Linked DNA regions of Mus musculus: regions 2, 3 and 4 are each linked to region 1. The links are chromatin contacts, called in public Hi-C and HiChIP or PLAC-seq maps. All regions are on one chromosome and are shown on one strand. The core of a region is the stretch at or near the end of the contact, and the rest is flanking DNA. Distances in the headings are between cores, read along the strand shown. Region 1 overlaps Gm20125 (predicted gene, 20125). Region 2 has its middle 240 kb from the start of Gm20125. Region 3 has its middle 540 kb from the start of Gm20125. Region 4 has its middle 490 kb from the start of Gm20125.

Region 1 (3,223 bases), core at 716-3,215:
CCTTTCTTCATCTGCTGCAGATTTCACTCCTTGGTAATGAGTTTACATTTTACAAAATGTCCTGATATACAGTTTTTAATATTTTCAAAGCAAATCATCACAGAGCAGATGGTTTAAATAAGAAAAAAAAAACTTATCTCTCAATTCTGGAGACCAGATATCCCACATAAAAGATGTGAAAACGGATGGCTTCTTCAAGTCGTTTCTATTTTTGACTTTTTACTTGGTCATGTTCTTCCTGTTTTGTTGTTAATGTTGTTTATTTGTTTTTGATGTGGCCTCTCCTCTGTGTGTGTATCTATATCTAAACTTCTTTTTCTTAATGACAGCCACCTTATTAGATATTGGATCACCCCAGTAACCACCTTCCGAGTTCATTGCTTCTTTACAGACATGTCTTCAAATACAGCTATGTTCTGGGCCACTGAAGCTGAGGAATTCAATATGTGGATGGGCAGAGGAATACAGCTCAGCCAACCATACCAATATTACTTGGTATTGAATTATTCTGAAAAAGCACCCAACTTTCAAATGACAATAAAACATTTCCCTTTATATTTCAAATGGTAATACGCTCATGTATTTATGTGGACTATTTGTTCATCTGACCTCTTCCAGTCAATATCATGTGCAACATCATGGCACAGTATCAGTGGTAAATTGTGTATTTAATCATTTATATTATTTTCCTATTATAGCCGTCATGAATGATAGCAACATTTGCAATTATCTTTACTAGGTGACATATCCCTATACAACAATGATTTTAGACATTAAAATTTGTGGCTGTAATGATTCTCCACTTTTCTTGCTTCTCTCAGTGTATCTAGTTATACCATAATTTACAATTACAATACTTTTAGGTCCTCATTCTTGTTTCTATTTTGATTGTGTGTGTGTGTGTGTGTGTGTGTGTGTGTGTGTGTGTGTGTGTGTAGATAGATAGGTAGATAGATAGATAGATAGATAGATAGATAGATAGATAGATAGATAGATGGATTCTAATTCATATTGTAGATGGTATTCCTTCTTCAAAGTCTTATTTAGCAAGCATGGTTTTCAGAATTTAGATATTAAACCCCAGTGTGTGTGTGTGTGTTCAGATATTATATATTTCATTCAAATGGAAAAAAAACATATTTGTTAATCTTAAGCCATGAAAACAATGTCTAGCCTTGTCTTTTTTTCTTTGATAATTGGGATTTATTTTATGTGGTTTTGCTGTGTGTGTCTACTGACCTCTCATCGTATTTCATGAAAAGTTGAAGTTGAAATCCTTCCCAGAAAGTGGTAAATGTCTTTAACTGGAGACAAAAGAAGGAAGCATTTGGGAATGCAGAAGAACTTGTGTACTCAAGGCTGTGGAAACAGGAACAGGATGGACAACAGGCAAGGTATTAAAAATGCATGTCATTATAAGGAAGTCTGAACAAAATTATTTGACATTCTCTTCTACAACCCTTGTGTTTTTAAGATTCTGCTAACTTAGAAGATCTAAAAATATAAGCCAAAGAACAAAGAGGAAACTTAGAATTATATACTCAAAAATCAGACAGAAGAAAATCATATGACTGCCTTGCAAAGGATATGTTATTGTCTTATTATTTTTTTAATGTCAATTTCCTTGCATACTGAATCAACTGACTAGCATCTGTTGTAGAAATATCATAGAGATATTACAAACAAAAGTACAGACTCAGGCAGATACTGTTAATCTCTAGGTTTTCTCTCACTCCGTTTGCTTTGTGTCTTTCATTTCCTTTAAATTTAGAAATTAAGACCCGTCTTTGCAATTATTAAATGATTAAAATAATTTTTATTCTTTTATATCAGCACTATATAACAGGCATGAATATACAAGAAATTTTGAGTACTTATCACAAAACAAAACACAGTCCTCCCTCTCCTGAGTCACCTTGTACTTGAGCTGACAGATTGAGTCACAGTGAGACATGATGCTTTATGGTTTTGTTGGCCAGACTTCCATCTGCATGACTGTTTGTGGTATAAGAATATCCCTGCCTTGGCCACTGTTCTTTTCAGCACAGCTTTACTTGTTCAGTGCCCTTTAGTTAACCTTGAGACAAAACACAAAAAGTCAGTCTCAGGCATTTTGCCTTTTACCAAATAAAACTCCATTAAATATGTGCATGCTTGTGTGTGTGTGTGTGTGTGTGTGTGTGTGTGTGTGTGTACAACTGGAATAGCCGAGGAGTATTGCCAAAAGGAAAAGTCACAAGTTTGAACAGCAAGTGTCTTTGACTTATTGCTGTGATTATTCTAATTGCTCATCTACTTGGTGGGAGGCTGCAGGAAGCTGTTTTGAAGTAATCAAGCTGAGATGGGCCCTTCTATTTATAATAGTTCTGAAAATTCTTATCCCCCTAAAGACTTAATTGCATTTTTCTTTAAAAAATAGATTCACTGTTGTTTCTTCTTGCCATTTTTGTTGCTTAAATTCAATAATAAATATTTGATAGTTTCTTAGTTATTATACAAATAAGCATAAATTATCTTTCATTTGGTAGATTAAACAAAAAGCACTCAACATCCATTAAGAAATCTGAAGTGCAATAGAAACCCTCTATAATATATCAATACTCTGTAAGCAATCTCTAGAAGAGAACAGTTAGATGCATATCACCCATGTGAATACATTTCTTTCTTGAGAAAAGACAGTTGTGTTTTTTTCCAGCTTTAGATCAATATTGCATCAGTATTCTATTGTCATGATTGGTATTATTAGATGACAGAAAAGTACAGAATCAGCAGGAATTAGCACCTTGTTGCTACTTAACCCTATGTTGAGAACCTCTTTGTTCCCCAGTGTTGTGATTTGCTCAAGGCAACTGCTAGATCTCTCAAGCACACACAAAAAACCAGCACTTCTGCCACTTCTTAACTTTTTATCTGGGGATTTTCCAGCCAGAGTCTAGCATTCTGTTTCAGTTGGCTACTAATAGTTATTTTAGAATTTTTGTGGAAATTAAATAACTAAAATCCCTAATAACCATCCATAAAATAGACACTAAAATTTACAGTGATTTTACTTTTGCTCAAATTCTACACAGAAAGTACATCTTAAATTTGTCTAAAAAGCATGTTTGGACTATGGGACTCTCTTCTCTGCCTCCCATCTACCCTCTGTCTTTAACTCTTCTCTAGCTATGCAGGTATTAACAAAGCCAATGATATGAACTCATTTTATGAAATGTTTCTATGC
Region 2 (3,322 bases), core at 792-3,291, 340 kb after region 1:
AACATAACCTCTCTCTCCTTCTCTCTCTCTAGATATGTGTATGTGTATGTGTCTGTCTGTCTGTCTGTCTGTCTTCCTGTTTGTGTGTATGCACACGTGTCTGTGAGCCTACGCATGTACACAAATTATCTAATATTAGTTTTATTCCAGTTTCATCTACTTGAAATCAGCCTATTTTCTAAAGAATAATCCAGTATTGAGAACTGTAGGCAGAGGGTTTCCAAACATTCCCTTTAAAGCGGGTTCAGTTCACACAGGTGTCCAGTAGAAGGGCTAAAGTTTACACCAGAATCTGAGAGGGATCCAGTTCAGAATTCATATATCCTTGGGGTGATGAAAAAGATCTGAGTTACTAGTGAGAAAGGCAGAGGGAGCTGGACTGGGCCTCAAACAAGAGACTGTTACTCATGTCCACAACTTGTGACTTATTTAGCCTTAGACAAGCTGTCAAGGAGAAGTCTCCGAGACACGGTGATATTTCTGATTTGAACATAAAGTTTCTTTGAGGGAAATAATCAAAAGAAAGAGGGACTACCCATCCAATGGGATTAGAAACAGACGAGGGCCTGGAAGCTTCCTTGGGGACAGATGTACTCACTGAGCAAGAGAGGAGGAGAGAGGGCCAGGTCGCTGGCTTTTTCAATCTCTTTGTCAGTGGATTATAGATGTAGCTATAAGTTTAACTGTGTTGCCTCATTAGCTGTGTGACTCTGGGCAAGTTCTTTCTGTCTCTGATTTTGGCTTCCTTTACTATAACATAGGGATGACAGTATAACTATACATGTGTCCTGAGTTTGTTTTCCCTGATTCTCTGAGCACTTCCCTGGTTTCATGTTTTGATGTGCCCCCTTGTTTTTATTGCTTTGGCTCCCAAGAGTATGTATAGAGGGGGTGTGTCTATATTGCTTTCATCTCCTTAATAAAATCCAAGCTTGAAGAGAGGAGAAAAATATACAGTGGACTCCTTGCATGTCCCTTTTAGCTGCTAGAATGTAGGTCCTATAGCACTGGACAAATACGTGCTAAACAAATGAGGTTGTTAAGACCCAGCCACAAAAATTCCCTCTGCTGTGGATCAATTACACAGAGTAGGAAGAAGCAGGGGTAGAATAATTTAGCCAGGGTCTGGGTGTTTATTTCCAGTTCATCTGTGGCTATATATAGGCTCTATTACAGTGAGACTGATAAAGGAGAGGTGACATTTTGGAAGGAGTGAAGAAAATTTGGGTATTACAGCCCAACATTTGTCTAGTCCTCAGTTGATAGCAATACACATTTCCTTCCCCCTGGCTAAATTTGGATCAAATGCTGGCTGAGTGCACAGAACAAGCCAGAAAGGCATTGTACCTCTATTTTGTGACATATGAGCTCCCTGCTTTAATCTCCCCTCTACTGTATAAAAGAAGATCTGAGGCTGTTAGCCTTCAATCCGGTGATTCATGCAGCTGGCACACAATAGATCCCACCTCTTTCCTCACTGCCACACAGTACCAAGCTAAACAAAATGTCTTAGAAAGCTCCAGTACATGGAGCTGGCCTGTCACAGCCCCTCCCCTCCCCTCCCCCAGTTCTCCCCTCCCTCACTTCTTCTTTTTTTTTTTTTTCTCTCCTTTCTTTTTCTTCTTGTATAGAGCAAAAGAGTCCAAATGCCTAGCACCTGCCTTTTTACTGACATTTCCACAAAGGTAAAGAATGAACCTTTTGTCAGCTCCATCCAAATGATCTGTTCTGAAACAATGAGATAAAACAGCCTGGGCCCCTCTCCCTGATACTCGATTATAGAGCAGAAGATTTTATTGATTTAATGAGGGATCGAGGTTTTTTGCCCAGCACCCCTTGTGGCAGAGGAACAAGTCTTACTGGCAGGTACCTCCGCAGAAACGCTTCTTTCAGATCCGTTGGGTTATTTTTTAGAAGTGCATCTTTCTGGTTTTGGCTCTGAGAAGACCCACAGCAAAACTTCCCGGGCTACATGAAGCAGTCAAACTGCCTGCAGTGATTTCAGTATGTATCTCCAGGCAGGGAGAGGCACAGAGGGGACGCTGCTCAGCGCTGCAGGGGGAGGTGGCAGGAGAAAGCAGTTTGAATAAAGAAGGAGAGTCAGGGAGAGGAGACAGAAAAAGAAATGACGTTTCTCTCTGCAAGAGTCTGTGTGCACACCTATTATTTCTCAGTGCTATCTGTGTCTATTTCGGCTCGGTCCCTAACCCCTCCTCCCTGCTCACCACCCTTCCGCTGCCCTTCCCCCTCCCAGTCCATTACCCAAGTTTGATCAGAGAAAAAAAAAAGTAGGGAAGGGGCTTCAGGCACTGTGGTCCCTGTGGCCCTTTCTCTGCACAGCTCCATAATCTTTTTGGCTTTTGTTCTTTTCCTCTTTGGGGGGTCTCATGATATTATTATTGACATTTTCATATGGTAATCATTTGAATTCTGTGTGTCTTCTTTTCTCACTGCCCTATTTTTTTACATAGCATCTGACTTCATTGTCCACTGAGCTGTGGTGAAAGGGACACTGCCAGTCACCTGCTGACCAAATTTAAGCAGCCATCTACTATTCAGACCAATTGTGCTGTTTGTTCATAGACTGGACAGCCAGAATTCCTGTTAATGCAAGCCTATGTCTCCATACACGGTGTACATTTATTTAAATAGATTTATGCATTCCACCCATAGATTAAACCCCCCACCACAACCACCATCACCACCACCAAACTCCCCCTGGTGTTACTGTTTCTCTGATAGCTAGCTTGAAAAGAAACAATTCCTAAGAGCTTGTGGTTTCCAAAAACCCAGCCCTTCCCCCCTGCCTTTCAGTTTACACAAAATGAGGGCCCGCCCCTCCCCCACAGCCTCTCTGCTCTTTGCCTCAAGCCAGTCTGAAAGCAGGGGGCAAAATCATTACTTCCCAATTACCTTAAGCCATGCAAGATAACCTCTCTCAAGGGCTGCTAGTAAAATATGCACACGGTTCCAGTGTCTAGACAGTTATGAAATATAGGTGAAGGGCTTGGCCGCTGCCGGAACCCTGATGCATCCCAAATGAAGTGCTTTTATTAAAGAAGTATAATCACCATGATAACTAATTACGTCAATACCACATAGTTAATTAAACCCATTATAGTTACTACTCCCTTGGGGGAGAGGTCAAATAAAGCCACTGTCTTCTTGATACTACTGTGATAACAAAAGAAGGAAAAATTAAGAGAAACAATGCAGATCTCTTGTCTTCTGCCCCCTACACACCCTAATATTCACTGTCTATTAAGTCACATAAGAGGGTTTCCAAGTGTAACTTATACCTGAACATCGCTAGGTTTTCAAA
Region 3 (3,192 bases), core at 670-3,169, 440 kb before region 1:
TTCACTACCCCCAACTTTTCCCAAATCCAGTGCCCCAATTTTATACCCAGCCCACTGTTGTGTCCAGATTTGTAAAAACCATTTAAGTACAGTTAGTGTTCTTTATTTCCTCTTGAGTATTTGAGTATGTAAAGAAATGAGGTCAACCAAACAGGATATACACCTTAAAGGAATCTTTCCTAGAAGTTATTATTAATACCTCCTCAGTTAGAAGTAAGATTTTATTACCACTTTCCATGATGGAATTTTGTCTGACTTACTCTGGCACTGGTGTTGTACATGTCACAGTCGCTGTGAGTTCATATGTTCAACTGCACTGTTGTGTGAGAAAAGAAAGCATAGACCATGGAGAATTCAAGCTGGCATTAATGTGGAAGCATCATTATTATTGGTAGACTTCCTTTGTGCTAAGAACTACTAGATAGCTATCTACATAAGGATAAAAGTAACCCCCTGTGTTATCCAGCTATAAACACTACTTGCACTAAAATTGGAGCCAGAAACCTGCATCTAAACAGATAGATCATAGCTTTAGTGTGTTTCAGAGGTCAGGAGTGGTCATCTGCTAAATTCACTCCATGAGATGTCCAAAAAATTGTAGGAAGAAGCTCACTCAGAAATTAAAGTGAAGCCACTATTATAGAGAGAATGAAAATGAGAAAGGAGGGAGGTGGGACAGAGTCAGAGAGAGACAGACACAGAGAAAAAAGACATACACATGCAGATAGACAGAAACACAAACACAGAGAGAGAGAGAGACAGATGGAGACAAGAGACTTAAGAGACTGACCAAGTTAGAGACACAGATAGTCAGAGACACAGGGAGATCGAGACTACTGACAGACTAGGACAGCTAGAAGTATGAGAGGGGTGTATCAAAACAGGCAGTGACTGGCAAGAGAAAGGAGCAGAGATCCTCCTGGGGCCCTGGAAAGAAACGAAGGGTTCTAGACCCGAGTAGAGAACAGCAAAATAGAAACATCTCTGAGCAAAAAGGAGATATTGAGGGTCTGGGGAACAAAATAATAATTACAGATCCTGAGGACAAATGACAGAGTGAAAGTACCTTATAGAATGACAGGCAAATAGAAATGCCAGACATATCGTCAAACAAACAAACAAACAAATAACCCACTAACTTTATTACTGACAAATAGCTACCATCAAGAGATGAGAGGAACCTTAGGAGTTAGAGTCCTCTCTTTCCTTCCTGACTGGTCCTACAGAGGGTATCTACCCTTAGATAGTGTATGCTTCCTGTTCAGGCCATTTTGAAACAATTGCAGTATCCTGGGAGTGTCAGGGAACCTCCTGACAAAGGAACAATCTTTCTTAGAGTTGCCAGTTCTGTTTTCAGATTTGACCAAGTTCCTTTGACCTTCTTAAGAACAACCCTTGGTTTGATCAGAAACCTGTTTATAGTTCCAGAAAATTGGCAATGGTAACTTTTCTGATTATTGGAGTATCACAAAGTTTCAAAAATGATGTAAGGATTGTAAGAAATCATGTACTCACTCTCTAGTGAGCCATGGCAAGAGAAAGATGAGCCGTTCTGAAAACAGAACTTTATTGCCTCATAATTCTTGGGGGCTAGAAATTTGAGATCAAGATAGACAGTGTGGAGTCTGCTGACAGGCGAGATTGCAAACCAGCATCTTGCCTCACCCTAAGTTTCTGGTGGTCTGCCAACATTCCTTGGTTAGTCATAAGGCTTCTTACTAACTTTATCTTTACTTGTTTTTCTGTGTGCTTGTCCATTTCCAACATTCTTTTTTATAAATAAATGTACCAATAATATTTGATTAGAAACACACATTAATTATTTTTATTGTGTTATTACTTGTGTAAGAGACCTGTGTTCAAGCAGAGTCATATTTGGAGGCATGAGCAGGATACAGTTTCACCATGTGGAATTTATGGGTTCATATTTTTCCTCTGATGTTATAAATTTATGTCCCTGCTCTTCTGCATACAAGATGCACACTGTCTTCACTTCAACAGCAGAGGGTTATTCCATGGATAAAATAGCTACTAAGGAATCCTGGAAAGTTCTGATTACCTGGATGTCAAGCTCTGCATAAATGACTCGATTTCAATGAGGTCTCACCTTACTTTTATAGAATATGAAATTTTATGGTACTAAATATTAACCTTGTATAAAGAGAGGTCCATGGATAGATGCAAAGTGGTTGTGTTAATTTAGAAAAGAAAATGTTTACTCAGATATGTACAATTCAATCATAAGTGTGTCACAAACTTCCTCGGAATGATTTTCAATGAGTGATGTCATAAGATGTTTTACTTATCAAAACCACATGTTGCCATTTTCATTGATGCAAATTATTCAACTCTGGCATGCAACTAATCTTGTATCAATTATGTACTATTTCAACTATTCAGGGAGTTAAAAATATATACCCCCAAAAAATATATACCCAAAATAAAAGTAATAAGTACCACTATTCTATTGTAGCTCACACCTGAAATCTCATAAATTGGCAAACTACACCAAGGGGATTGCAAGAGTCCTAGGCCTAAAGGAAAATAAATCTTTCTATAGAGTTTGAAGTCCTATTATCCAGAATTTTTATCATTTTACAATGCACTAAGCTATTCAGTGTACAGTGAAGTTATGGCTACCATTTTAATTCCACCAAAATAAGGAAAAGATTAGTCACTAGAAAAATGCATTCATAATATTCACAATAGCAGTACTGTGCAGCAAACAACAGGTTGTCTAAAAGAATATTTTATGTATACATACAGACACACGAACATACAGACACACACATACACAGAGAGAGAGAGAACAGAGACAGACAGACAGACAGACAGACAGACAGACAGACAGGCGGGCAGGCAGGCAGGCAGACAGGCAGACAGAGACAGAGAGGGAGAGACCTTCAGGAGAGTACTAGTGAATATATACTATTTAAAGATTCCACATTATTCTCCCAAAGTCCCCTAATTACAGTCATCTCTCCCAAAATCCTCTTCCTCTATTCATCTCATTCTACCTGAACCCTCAAACTCATGTTCTTCCAGTCCCTACAAAATGTATTCTATTTCTCCTTCCCAGAAAGATCCCTTCATTCTCCCCTTTAAGTCCTCATTGTTACTTAGCTTCCCTGGATCTGTATTATAGCATTGTTATCCTTACTTTACAGGTAATATCCACTTATAAGTGATTAC
Region 4 (3,027 bases), core at 522-3,021, 390 kb before region 1:
ACATCTAACTAATTATGTTACATTGGATTGTACTGGAGGTAGGATAAATGTTCTCATCTCTCTCGGGATTTAACAGATGCTCTTTTTAAGAACTGGAAAAAATAAATAAACTGCCTCATCTGTAGGGAAGATTTGTGTTAGGGTGGCATGGTCGGTCTGAGGTTCTATAGGAACCAAGAAACCCAGGTGAAAAATCAATGTGAAAGCCACACTGTCAGTATTACAACAACAAAGATAACATCAATGTGACCATGGAAGAGGATGCAGAACTCTGTCAAAGAATGCACCCCACTTAAGATCATGGGCCTTTGTGTCATCATCAACAGAAGTCCAATGAAAATATGCTTAACATCATATCCATGGAAAACCCAAGACAAATGCATGTTGTTTTGATCTGTTAATGTGGTTAAATTTGAAAAAATATAGAAAATTATTGTGTATTTATTTTACAAAATACTTTTGAAGCCCTTTTTATATCACTTCTACTGGGAATTACCCCCCCCCAACTTGCCCTTAATTTTTGCCTCATTGAATCATCATTTTTATCTGTTCTCAAGTGTTATCACTCAAAAGACTTCTGTCACCTGTAGTACAGAATAAATTTGACTTTGTTCCTTTTTTTTTCTGTGACTGTTGGGGCACCTCTCTACACATTGAATTAAGGTATGTCTCTCAAGGTTCAATCGTTAATTCTGTCCTGGCAGAGAGCTAAGTCCTAACAGGATTTTGGTATTCTCATTTTTATGGTCCATTACTAGGATTTCTTTAGTAAACTTGTGTCCTTCCACACCTGCTCAAAACATGAAGACCAAGCAGCCCTCATTGTCTAAAGGCAATCCTAAGAGATGGACCAGGCTTCTTCTTTTTGTTTGTTTGTTTGTTTTTCGGAACAGGGTTTCTCTGTGTAGCCCTGGCTGTCCTGGAACTCACTCTGTAGACCAGGCTGGCCTCGAACTCAGAAATCTGCCTGTCTCTGCCTCCCAAGAGCTGGGATTAAAGGCATGCGCCACACTGCTAACTAATGACAATAAATATCTAACAGCCAATATACCTGAAACAGGAAGTAAGGGGCAGAACTTCCGGGCAGACAGCACACAAGCAGATGGAGGAAAATCCAAGGGGATAGAAAAAGGAATCGTATGGGTGGGAACAAGAATATTATACCCAAGTCACAGGGACCTCCAAAGACCGCTGGAGAGTCAATTCTGAAGCAAACGCACAAGTGTTTTTATTAGGAGCTAATGACCAAAGACTCTCACCACCAACTTCAGCTAGTCTAAGATGAAAGCTCTGTCTCTGCAGGTGCAGGATATTTAATGTGGTTAAAGCAAGCTTGGGGAATTTCCATATGGGTTAGCAAGTTAATATTTTACAAACTGCACTTCTGGTATAATCTGCAGGCACCAAACACGGGCGGGGGCGCGGGGGTGGGGGGTGAACCACCTGACAAACAGGATGGCTATGTTATCTATTGTCTGCAGGATGTCTTAGGTTATCTCAGTGGACCTTGACCCTGTTGTAGCCTGACTGGCTGTTGCTAAGGGCAGCAGGGTGCCATAGGATGTTTGCTCAAGTGGACTTTGTGGTTTTCCTCCTGGAATTAGAGTTTAATCTCTGGGTCTCACACAAAATGGTGCTTCTTTAAAAAAACAAAAAAACAAAAAACAAAAAAAAAAAAACCAAAAAAACCAAAAAAAAACTGAGTTGGTTGGGCTTTACAGAGCAGAGAGGTACAGAGCTAGCCACATGGTGGGGACTCAGTGCCCAGAAGTCAGATTATGTTAGAAGCTAGCTGAGAGACTGCCACAGCAAAAGGCCAAAAGCTTTAAACTACAGAAGTCTCACTCAAGTCTTATTTAAACGGCTAGCAGTTCTCTGCAAAATGTGATGATCACATCTAGTTTCCTTTGTTTATGTCAACAGGGTTCTATTTAAGACTCTTGCATGTAAGAACAAAATGCTGGGGGGTGCAGGCCATTACACATTGATAATCAAACAATGTGAATTAGTCTATGGAAATCAAAATGACATTCCTCAAAAAAAATCATATGTATTAGCTATACCACTTCTGTGAATCTAAACATGCTATGGATTTTTAAATATTTTTTAAACTATTCATAATAGACAAGTTATGGATTTGGCATATATCCATCAACTGATAGATGAATACAAAATGTGGTATATATGTATTCAGTGAAGTTTTTAGTCATGAACAATGAAATTGTCACTACAAGAAAAATTTAATGAACCTATAAATCATAAAAAAAAGAACATGCTTTTCTATTAACTAAAATCCTTCTCGATGTTAATATACTTCATTCTGTTCCCATAATGTATGATGGTAGTCTCTCTCTCTCTCTCTCTCTCTCTCTCTCTCTCTCTCTCTCTCTATTTGTGTGTGTTTTCTGAATTTTAACCACTCCTTCCACTCCCAGCTGCATCAAATGCAGAAATTCAAAATACTTTCAAACCGTCTATGCTCAAGTGGATGGTGGTTTGAAATAGTGTTGACCCATCCATCTAGTCTTAACTATTAGTCACATCAATGGGAAATATAGATGAATGGAATTAGCTACAGTTTTCTAATTATCTTATCCCTGGTTGTTTTCTCCTCTTTCTTAGTATTCTGAGTGGACATTATCCTTTTAATGTCATTATATGTTCAAAGTTCTGCTTGAAAGTCAATTCTTTTTTTTTTCTTAAAAAAAAAAAGAGAGATTCTTTAACCTTATGCAATCATAGAAACTTACTTCAAAAAAAGCATTGTTTAAGAAAACAATGCTTTTTTCAAGAGCCATAGGGAATGGAGAGAATCAAGGGGAAAGGTCTAGGTGCAGCAGAACCAGTGTACACATGAAATCACAGACTGGCAGCACAAGTCTGGGGCAGATGGGGTCCCAGGGCTGAAAGCAGAAGTGAACATATGTTCCCATCCATAACCCAAAAGCTATCTCCAGTTATTAACTACTTGCAAATGAAAACTTAGTATTCTCAATAAGTCACACTGAGCATATAAACCACTCTTTT

Evidence for each region. A called contact is a pair of places that touch in the nucleus more often than the background predicts. HiChIP or PLAC-seq counts read pairs in DNA pulled down with a chosen protein or histone mark.
Region 2: a Hi-C map of cerebellar granule neurons shows a contact between it and region 1, with 5 times the contacts expected there. The contact joins two enhancer-like sites. A contact is called at or near these places in 1 of 15 datasets of contacts at CTCF or cohesin (the NIH/3T3 cell line), 8 of 484 Hi-C or Micro-C datasets (bone marrow-derived macrophages, cardiomyocytes, cerebellar granule neurons and 4 more), 1 of 115 datasets of contacts at active chromatin or transcription factors (bone marrow-derived macrophages) and 1 of 9 other capture datasets (bone marrow-derived macrophages).
Region 3: a contact with region 1 is called in an H3K27ac HiChIP or PLAC-seq map of the NIH/3T3 cell line, with 5 times the contacts expected there. The contact joins two enhancer-like sites. A contact is called at or near these places in 1 of 15 datasets of contacts at CTCF or cohesin (the NIH/3T3 cell line), 5 of 484 Hi-C or Micro-C datasets (the C2C12 cell line, adipose-derived mesenchymal stem cells, cumulus cells and 2 more) and 2 of 115 datasets of contacts at active chromatin or transcription factors (the NIH/3T3 cell line and vascular smooth muscle cells).
Region 4: a contact with region 1 is called in a Hi-C map of pancreatic cancer cells, with 5 times the contacts expected there. The contact joins two enhancer-like sites. A contact is called at or near these places in 1 of 15 datasets of contacts at CTCF or cohesin (the NIH/3T3 cell line) and 1 of 484 Hi-C or Micro-C datasets (pancreatic cancer cells).

Annotation. Positions count from the first base shown.
Region 1 is chr10:16,988,381-16,991,603 of GRCm38.p6, forward strand. It overlaps Gm20125 (predicted gene, 20125), which reads right to left. Exons shown (of 9, transcript NR_038020.1): 2 at 1,916-2,077; 3 at 1,240-1,359. Among named protein-coding and RNA genes, the nearest start is that of Gm20125, 110 kb to the right of the region's middle. Within about 2 kb of position 1,966, at least 35 of the 459 cell types and tissues checked have an H3K27ac peak or open chromatin away from gene starts, as enhancers often do. A contact at or near this core is called in the C2C12 cell line, the NIH/3T3 cell line, cerebellar granule neurons and 3 more, where this site is marked.
Region 2 is chr10:17,329,675-17,332,996 of GRCm38.p6, forward strand. No RefSeq gene overlaps it. Among named protein-coding and RNA genes, the nearest start is that of Gm20125, 240 kb to the left of the region's middle. Within about 2 kb of position 2,042, at least 98 of the 459 cell types and tissues checked have an H3K27ac peak or open chromatin away from gene starts, as enhancers often do. A contact at or near this core is called in cerebellar granule neurons and cerebellum, where this site is marked.
Region 3 is chr10:16,551,817-16,555,008 of GRCm38.p6, forward strand. No RefSeq gene overlaps it. Among named protein-coding and RNA genes, the nearest start is that of Gm20125, 540 kb to the right of the region's middle. Within about 2 kb of position 1,920, at least 56 of the 459 cell types and tissues checked have an H3K27ac peak or open chromatin away from gene starts, as enhancers often do. A contact at or near this core is called in the C2C12 cell line, the NIH/3T3 cell line and myocytes, where this site is marked.
Region 4 is chr10:16,599,655-16,602,681 of GRCm38.p6, forward strand. No RefSeq gene overlaps it. Among named protein-coding and RNA genes, the nearest start is that of Gm20125, 490 kb to the right of the region's middle. Within about 2 kb of position 1,772, at least 43 of the 459 cell types and tissues checked have an H3K27ac peak or open chromatin away from gene starts, as enhancers often do. A contact at or near this core is called in pancreatic cancer cells, where this site is marked.